Regions from separate parts of the Mus musculus genome. Here region 2 is linked to region 1. Evidence: chromatin contacts called from public HiChIP or PLAC-seq data. All regions are on one chromosome and are shown on one strand. Each heading gives the region's core, a stretch centred on a gene start, on an enhancer-like site or on the middle of the called end of the contact. The rest is flanking DNA. Distances are from core to core; before and after follow the strand shown. Region 1 overlaps Cux1 (cut-like homeobox 1). Region 2 overlaps Cux1 (cut-like homeobox 1).

What was found. HiChIP or PLAC-seq counts read pairs in DNA pulled down with a chosen protein or histone mark.
Region 2: a FOXA1 HiChIP or PLAC-seq map of pancreatic cancer cells shows a contact between it and region 1. The contact joins two enhancer-like sites. A contact is called at or near these places in 1 of 15 datasets of contacts at CTCF or cohesin (the NIH/3T3 cell line), 1 of 484 Hi-C or Micro-C datasets (cortical neurons) and 2 of 115 datasets of contacts at active chromatin or transcription factors (double positive thymocytes and pancreatic cancer cells).

What each region holds. Positions count from the first base shown.
Region 1 is chr5:136,286,128-136,290,659 of GRCm38.p6, reverse strand. Cux1 (cut-like homeobox 1) reads left to right here. Exons shown (of 23, transcript NM_001291234.1): 20 at 3,597-3,899. Among named protein-coding and RNA genes, the nearest start is that of Gm30408, 43 kb to the right of the region's middle. Within about 2 kb of position 1,964, at least 14 of the 459 cell types and tissues checked have an H3K27ac peak or open chromatin away from gene starts, as enhancers often do. A contact at or near this core is called in pancreatic cancer cells, where this site is marked.
Region 2 is chr5:136,498,231-136,502,371 of GRCm38.p6, reverse strand. The region is part of intron 1 of Cux1 (cut-like homeobox 1); the gene reads left to right. Among named protein-coding and RNA genes, the nearest start is that of Cux1, 67 kb to the left of the region's middle. Within about 2 kb of position 1,656, at least 101 of the 459 cell types and tissues checked have an H3K27ac peak or open chromatin away from gene starts, as enhancers often do. A contact at or near this core is called in pancreatic cancer cells, where this site is marked.

The sequences.
Region 1 (4,532 bases), core at 715-3,214:
CTCCAGATATCATTCAGATCCTCCTACCACACCTCTTTGAACCCTCTTTGTTCTCTCCTAAGTTGCTCTTGAACCTGCATTCCCATCCACCTTCTAGCCTCCTGCCCAGCTCTCACAAGGACACAGCAACACCATGTAGCAAAAGAAGCCCTCAGTTCGGTCCCCAGTTCTACATACAGCAGGTGTGTTGGGGCATACCTACATATACATATGTATGTACAGTATACCCAGTATGTTCAAGGCCAGTCTGAACTACATGAGACTCTTTTTTTTTTTTTTTTTAACAACAGCAATAAATAAAAACTGGACTATTCAGCTTTCTGTAACCTGAGACTATAGCACGGTAGTGCATGCTGTGTGACTGTGAAGAGACACTCTCACCAAGTACTAGCCAGCCTCAGCAACTTAGAACAGTGTGTCACTTCTTCAGTAGTGGGGAATGCAAAGGGATAGTCCTCCTGCTTGCTAGGTATACACCTTTATGTCTGCTGACCTTGTGTAGCATGCATGCATGCAGGGAGCTGTTGAGTGCACCAACAGGAGAAGGACTAGCAGCTGCTTGGTGAGATCTCACTCCCAGACAGCAGGCAGCCCTGTGCTGTCTGTTAGGGGGGCAGCCATGATTTTGACCTTGTTGTGGGTTAAAGGACACAAACCTAGGAGAAATCTGTTTATCATGCTTGGGACGCATGCTATTCTTGACAGTAGTCAGTGAGTAAGATGGATGATCTGCCAAATGGGCCCTCGCATGGGTGAGTCAGGGCGAGTTTACAGTACAATCTTTTGCTGCTTCCACACACAAACAACATTTGCTAGGTTTTAGACCCTGTTGTCTGGTGACCCAGGGGTGAGTGGAGAAAAGAAATCTGATTTACAGGATTCATACTGCCTTAAAGATGGATACAGGCCATTTCTGCCCCCATACCCATCTCTTTTACATGTCTCACAAAGCAGTTCAGTTGTTTTCTTAACCTGATTTTTCCAGGCCGAGCTTTATGAGATAGTGGGACTTTTTACCAATTTGAGAGCATTACACAGGCTTATTGGATTCAATTGTGGTTCTGTTTCAGGTTTTGTTCTTTCTAGGTGCTCATATAAAAAAAAAAAAAAACTTGTATTTTTAATATATGTCCTACTCCCTGGATACAGGAGAGGTTATTAGCCCAAATGTCTAGAAAATATTCTATGAGGCTTGGGGAAGCAGCTTAGTGATAAAAGCATTGGCTGCCTAAGTGTGAGGACCTGAGTTTAAACCCCCAGCACCCACATAAAAAGCCAGATGTAACTGCATGCCTACTGTAAGCCCCATGCTTGGAGAGGCAAATACAAGAGGATCAGTGGGACTTCCAGGCCTCCAGTATAGCTCCAGGTACAGTGAGAGACCCTGTCTCAAGAGAATAAGATAATGAATGATAGAGCAGGGTACCTGAGCCTCCTCTGGCCTCTGTATGATTGTGTATACCTGCACATACACACACATACATGTATCATACTCATTATTCATATGTGTATGCCATAAACTGGAAGTAAAGTCTTCCTTCTTGCTATGTTTTATTCAGATAACAGTGTTTTCTTTTTTGTTGTCTGGTTATTTATTGGTTTGGCTTTTCATAACAATAGATATAAAATTCAGAGCACTAAACATGCTCAGCAGGTGCTCTGCTACTATACCACACCCTCAGCCAAGGCAACAGTATTTTGGGCTACCTGCAACTGTGCTGAAAGTGTTCCTGAGGGACCTGTTACAGCTTGAGGGAGCAGCAAACAAGAGACGACACAGAAGGTCCTGCCTTTGGACTCTAGCCAACATCACCAGTCAGTCATCTATTAGCCACTAGAGGAAATAGCTATAAATAAGAGCATTTCAATACAATTATCATCACTCAGGTATGCTGTAACCACACCTTGCCTGGCCCCTCACACGTGGCCCTCTGGTGTATTAGCCTCAGTGGAAGAAAGGGAAGAGGGTGTGCCAAACACAGAATGAGACCACAGGCTGGGTCTGTGGACAGGAGTCCTCACACTTCCTTCTCCAGGCTCTCTCACTGTGTCTTTGGAGATTAGGATATGACCAGTCTTTATTCTAGTGCCCTCACACCAGGCTCAAGGCAGTGTGCCAAGCTTCACAGGTGATACTTAGGTGAAGTGGGGCCATTGCTTGCTGTGTTAGTTTTGTTGTTACTGTGACAAGGTGCCGGATGGAAGCGACTTAAAGAAAGTTTATTCTGGCTCATGGATCCAGAGGATACTGCCCATCATGGCAGGGAGGTTACGGCAGCAGGAGTGTGAGCTGCTCACGTGGCATCCACAGTCAGGAAGCAGAGCGAGGTGAATGCTGGCACTCAGCTCACCTTCTCCCTTTTCTGCAGTCGGGACCCCAGCCGGTGGAATGGAATTGTCCACATGCAGAGAGCATCTTCCCACAGCAGTTACTCAGCCTAGAAACCTCACGGGCATGCCCGAGGCTGGTCCCCTCAGAGACTCTGCCTCCTCTCACACTCAGCTGGAGAACAGATGGAGCACTTCCCACTGGGCACCTTCAATGACTCCCAACAAGGCCCAGGCTGTCCTAAAGGAACACATGATTCCTGATGGTCCCCACACCAGTTTCTTTCTGGTGCCAGTCACAGTGTGGTCTAGATGAGCAAAGAGCTTGATTTTCTAAAGCAAACAAGACCCACACGCCCCATGGGTTGATGTGCAACAGGCAGGCCACCTTTCTTTGTATCCTTCATCCACTAGTCTCAGCACCTCTCTGGTAACCTCACAAAAAAGCATTCTGATCCTAAGGCTTGAGTCTCCCTGGACCACCAGAGACCAACAGCTAAGGCACTGGGTTCAAGAGTCTTTGTAACCAGATGACCATCCTGGCTTATAGGCAACCCTTGCCTAGAATGATCTGTCCATTCCTGCATATGCATGTAGAAGCCAGAGGTCACCTTTGCCTCCCATTCCACAAGCGCCACCCTCACCAAGTATGCCAAGCTGACTGGCCAGTGAGCCTCAAGGGTCAGCCTGTCTCTTCCTTCCCAGTGCTGGGATTGCAAGCATGGGATTTACAATGCCTGACTTTTTACATGGGTTCTAAGGATAGCACTCAGATCCCCATACTTGCAAGGAAACACTTCACCTACTGAGCTATCTCTCCACCTACTGAGCTATCTCTCCACCTACTGAGCTATCTCTCCACCTCCTGTCCATATTTTTGTTCTGGAAAATATAGAGGAAATAATCACATATTAGACCCCCAGTCCCTCTGAATTACCAGAATCATGGGGTTTGATTAGAACAAATCATAGCAGTCATAATGACATTTTTTTTTAGCAAAATGCCCTGATATTAAGCCTTCAGAAACCTTTTATTTGAACCTTTAGTTGATTTTTTTTTTGTCTTTGTTGGTGTTATTTTTGTTCCTTTAATGCAGAAAAATTAGAGGTTACACTTAATGAAAAAAATGGCAAAATAACACAGTCCCAAGGTCTACGACGGTCCCCTTCTGGAATGGGATTTAATTACTGTTTCCTGAGAAATGGAAGTCGGTGTACATGGTAACAGATGATAGTTTGAGCAGCCATTCTTGCTGTGTTTAATTCTAGAAAGCACTCCAAAGACCTCTGCCAGCTGCAGCCCTGCCCCTGAGTCCCCAATGAGTTCCAGCGAATCTGTGAAGAGTCTCACCGAGCTGGTCCAGCAGCCCTGTCCCGCCATTGAGACCAGTAAAGAAGGCAAACCACCAGAGCCCAGCGACCCGCCTGCCTCAGACTCCCAGCCCACAACACCGCTGCCTCTCTCTGGACACTCAGCCCTCAGCATCCAAGAATTAGTAGCCATGTCTCCTGAGCTGGACACGTATGGCATAACCAAGAGGGTCAAAGAGGTGCTGACAGACAACAACCTCGGTATGTCCCCATTGCCAGTTTCCTACTAGTCATTTCCTGTTTGAAGCCTTAAAAGGATGAGGGAGGGAACTATAGGCTGAGCCAGCCAAAGGCTCTAAAATCTCCATGCATCCAACTTTTTTACATTGCTACAAGTTGTCATTCACAAAGTTCACAAAAGAAATTAAAAACAGTTTGATTCCCAAACTCATTCACCCATATTCATGGTGGGTACCAGAGCAGAGCAGCTTAATGCTGCAGCATCAGGTAACTTTATGGATGTCAGAACAAGGTTTCCTCCTACTTTCCCTCACTGTGACTGCTATGTATGGGGCAAGCCCTTCAGGGATGCTGGCTGGATCCTGCCCTGCACAGGCTAATGACTCAGTAGCTCCAAGGCCCCTGCCTGGCATCTTGAAGCCATTTAATCCTGCTGCTGTTACTTCTGCTTTGCAGTCCTGAGGTGGTCATCCTCTCAGGGTATCAGCCCCAGGCCATATACCTTATACATGCTGAAGCTAACCTGGGCTCTGCCTCAAGTGGGCTCTGTCACTGCTGGATGGAAGCTGCTGTGGCCCTAAGAGTATTTCGCCACATTTATGCTATCATGCTTCCTCGGGGATGTATGGATCAGTCAAGCCCTCCTGGGTGAAA
Region 2 (4,141 bases), core at 407-2,906, 210 kb before region 1:
TAATTCCATTTCACTGTATCCTATTTGTTCGTCTGGGGGTCACTTCCTGTATTAACTGCATTCCCTGAAGCTGGTTCAAGATTCTGATTTAGAGACTGTGCTTGGGTCTTCGCCTGATGCCACTGTGAGTTGTACTTCGGCTGCTGCCTGCTCATCAAGATGGAGGGCTGGGGAGGCGGCTCAGGTAGTAAAGTCCTTAAAACGGAAGCACGGAGAGCTGAGTGTTTGGATCCCCAGCACCCATGGCAAATGCTGGGCGTGGAAGCTTGTGCCTGCAGGATTATAGCACCTGGGAGCTGAAACTAGGGAGCCACTTACCCATTCAGAGAGAGAGAGAGAGAGAGAGAGAGAGAGAGAGAGAGAGAGAGAGAGAGGGAGAGAGAGAGAGGGAGAGAGAGAGAGAGCGCCTTTCAAAAAGCCACATGGAAGGCTTGCAAGATATTTCAGCAGTAAAGGTACTTAATGCCAAGCTGGATGATCTGAGTTCCGTCTCTGGGGCTCAAGTGATGGAAAGGCAGAACCCAAGCCTTCCAGGTCTTCTGACTTTCTTATGCGTGTCCTGTGTGTGCTCACACACATGCACACATGTGTCCTGTGTATGCTCACACACATGCACACATGTGTCCTGTGTATGCGTGTCCTGTGTATGCTCACACACATGCACACACACAAAGTAATAACTTAAAAATAAGTCAATAAATGACAGGGTGGTAAGTAATAGAATAATAAACCCTCAGTGCCTTGCACATGTGCACATCCATGCACACACACACACACAGTTAAAAGTATACATCCCATTCCCTTCTAGCCTCCCCCCCCCCCCAGCCTCCCCCACCCTGTGGGCTCATTGTTGAGCTGCAGCTTTCTTCCCTCTATTCTTGTGGGTTTTCTTGTTTGTTTGTTTGTTTGTTTTATTTTATCTCTTAAACCATTCTTGTTTGTTTTTGAAACATGGTCTTATGTAGCCTAGGTAGGCTTTGAACTCAGTGTACCTGAAGCTGACTTAAACTCTTGGCCCATTTGCCGCCACCTCCAAAGAGCTGGGATCACAGGTGTGCTCCATCATAGCTAGCTCTTTATTGGTTGTTTCTTCAGACAAGGTCTCTCAATGTAACCCCAGTTGATCATGGATTCACAATCCTCCTGCCTCTGCTTTCCAAGCTTTGTGGTCACAGGTGTGTTTCCCCCTCCCTTTCTCAGCAACTGTGACCTAGGAGCTCACTAGTGAAGATGGTGCTTTACCCTGTTTAAAGCAGACCAGGGAAGATGGGTATGGATGAGTGAATCGTGATAAATAATTCTAATGTTTTCGTGAATAAATTGGAGTATTTTCTACATTTGAAACAAACAAACAAACAAACAAACAAACAAAAAGCAGACCTGGCTCTGGCAGTCCCCCTGGTGGGAGGGACTAGTAGGGAAACCCAGAGAGAAAGCTGGGGACACAAAGACAGACCTCATCACAGGACAGATACAGCCCCCGGACTTTAAAATAGGAGGGCCCTGCAATTTGGGGCCAAGCTCTGTGGAAGTGGTGGCCTCTCTGCTGGTGAGGTCCTGCTGGGCTGCGTCTGGCCAGCTGGCTGTACCTGTGAATGTCAGGGTGCCTGACAGTACAGCAGGCAGAGAGCACTGTGTTAGGTTGTCACGGGGATTAAAAACCACAAGGGACATAAAAGATGACTCAGTAAACTGACAGCAGCTATTTTTATTCCCCCTGCCTTCTGGAATCTTCCCTCTTTCCTGTTCTTGGGGCTGCATGTAGCCTCCCTGCTTCCTTTGCTACCTTTGTATCTTCCTGATCCTTGGCAGGAAGCACTTTCTCCGACTCTGCTTGCAGGGGAAGCCCTCTGTCCATACTCACAGCTGGTCCTGATACCTGCTCTTCCTGGAAGAGGTCCAAGCCGTGTAGGCCTTGTGAGTGCCCTGAGGGCCAGGGCAGTTTTGAGGACCTCTATTTCCTTTCTTTACATTCCCTGCTAGGAGCCCAGTCTATAAATAAATCTGCTCCTGAGCCAGGAGGGAGGAAAGTAGGCTCCCCGCGTCATGGACCCAAGGCTGTTCCTCCAGAGTGATGCTCTGAATTCATGCAGTCCCCTTTCATGTCCATACATCTCTGTAACCTTGATGCAGCTGCCTCTGAGACAGCAACGGCCTCTTCCTGTTTGTAGGGTTAAGACAGACTTATCCCAATCCCATTAGACACCCCAGTTCAGACCTTCCCACCACACAGACCATGATATTGCTGTTGGCAAGTGCATGCTGTAAGTGCTATGCAGCCGCACAGGGAGCTCTGGAGAAACCTGCTAGCAGACAGAGCGCTTAGGAATGGGGTCTGCTGGGAACAAGTCTGCAGTCACCTTCTCCTGAAAGTCTTTTTGTGGTTTGTTCCTTTATTTCTTCTGAGGCAGGGTCTCATGTAGCCCAAGATGGCTTCCAACTCACCATGCTCAGGATGTCTTAACTCCTGATCCTTCTGTCTCCACTTCCCCAGTGTGGTGATTTTGGGAATGCATGACCACACCTGGTTTATGAAGTCCTGGGAATGCACTCAGGGTTTCATGGGAACACTCTACCAACCAAGCCATAGCCATAACCCAAGGAACAAATTGCAGTGAGTGTAATTTCCTGCCCCAAGGAGTTTTGATTGGTGATGGGGGTACAGAAGAGACACCTAGGATGTGGGGTCACTTCTGATGGGAACAGGACTGGCTATGACTGAATTAGTATCAGAATAGCCCCCCTCCTCCTCACACACACTATGTGGCAGCAAGAGTTTGTGGTAATTGTGCTTGTTAATTGTCTGTCTCCATCCTTTAGGCAACTCCAGACAGTAGCAGTGACTCATTAGCTAGCTTTGTGTGACTGTAGCTAGGGGACCCGCCAACTTTTGGACAAGCTGGGGTACAGCGGATAAATAGAGTTCCTGTCCTAGGGACTAGTGTGAGTAGATAGGTAGCAGCACTTCCAGGTTTGAAGAGGGCTGGAGGCCATTCTCACTGTGAATTAAAATGGCCCTTAAAACTACTCTGCTTTAGGCACCAGGCCCTGAAAATCTCAAAAATTAACCACAAAAGTAAAGTCAAGGATGGCTCAGCTGGTTCAGAGGTGGCAGTCCTGAACTAAATCCAAGTTCCCCATGAACTCAGGCAAGCAGTTGATAGATGTCTGCTCTGAGTTTGGCTTTTCCGGGGAACAGCTTAGTGTCTTTTTCACTTTGACTTATAACTCCAGGCAGAAACATCTTGAGAGCCTTTCAGAGCTTTTATTTGCTAATTAAAATGTGAGAAGGGAACACAGCTACAGGTAGGGTTGTGGTGCAAGGCACAGCTGTGATTTAAAAAAAACACACACACACACATCCAACCCAACAGTTTCAAAATGAAGTTATTAGCACTTCACCTGTAACTGCGATGGCTCTTAACTTTCACAATCCCGTCTCTTAAGCACCCAACTCTCCTGCAACTCTTTGGAGTGTTTAGATTTTTTCTCATTTTGCTTTTTTTTGCAGTGCTGGAGAGCAAGCCCAGGGCCTTGGGCGCATGCAGCAAGTGCTTAGCTACAGAGCTTTAACTCCACACCTCTCTCCTAGTTTCTGGTGTTATAGTCCAGGATGGTCATGGGGTCACAGTTCCCCTGCCTCCTTTTTGGCTGGGGAGAGAGGATCTTGCTGTGTATCCCTGGTGGCCTGGGCTAGAACTGATGACCCTCCTGCCTCAGTCTCCTGAGGTCTAGGATTACACTCATCATAGTGGTTTGTTTTTGGAAACAAGACTTTTTGCTCTTTGTGTAGACCCGAGTACTTAGCACTTAGTATTGTAGCCTAGGCTGGCCTTGGACTTGCTTTGATCCCCCTGCCTCTCAGTTTCCCAAGTGCTAGGATGACAAATATGCACCATCATGAAAGGGTTGGCCGTGTGTGTGTGTGTGTGTGTGTGTGTGTGTGTGTGTGTGTGCGCGCGCACGCGCACATTAGAGAAAAGGTTGGGGAGAGTTTCCTAGCCACTCTGGGAGGTCTAGTCAGTTATGCATTTTTACAGGAGAGAAAACTGAAGCTTAGAGGCCTTTAGGAAAATGCCCAAATCTTATCCTAGGAGGAACTAGCTCTAGGATGGAGCCTGGGCTGCCTTGAGCTCAAGAC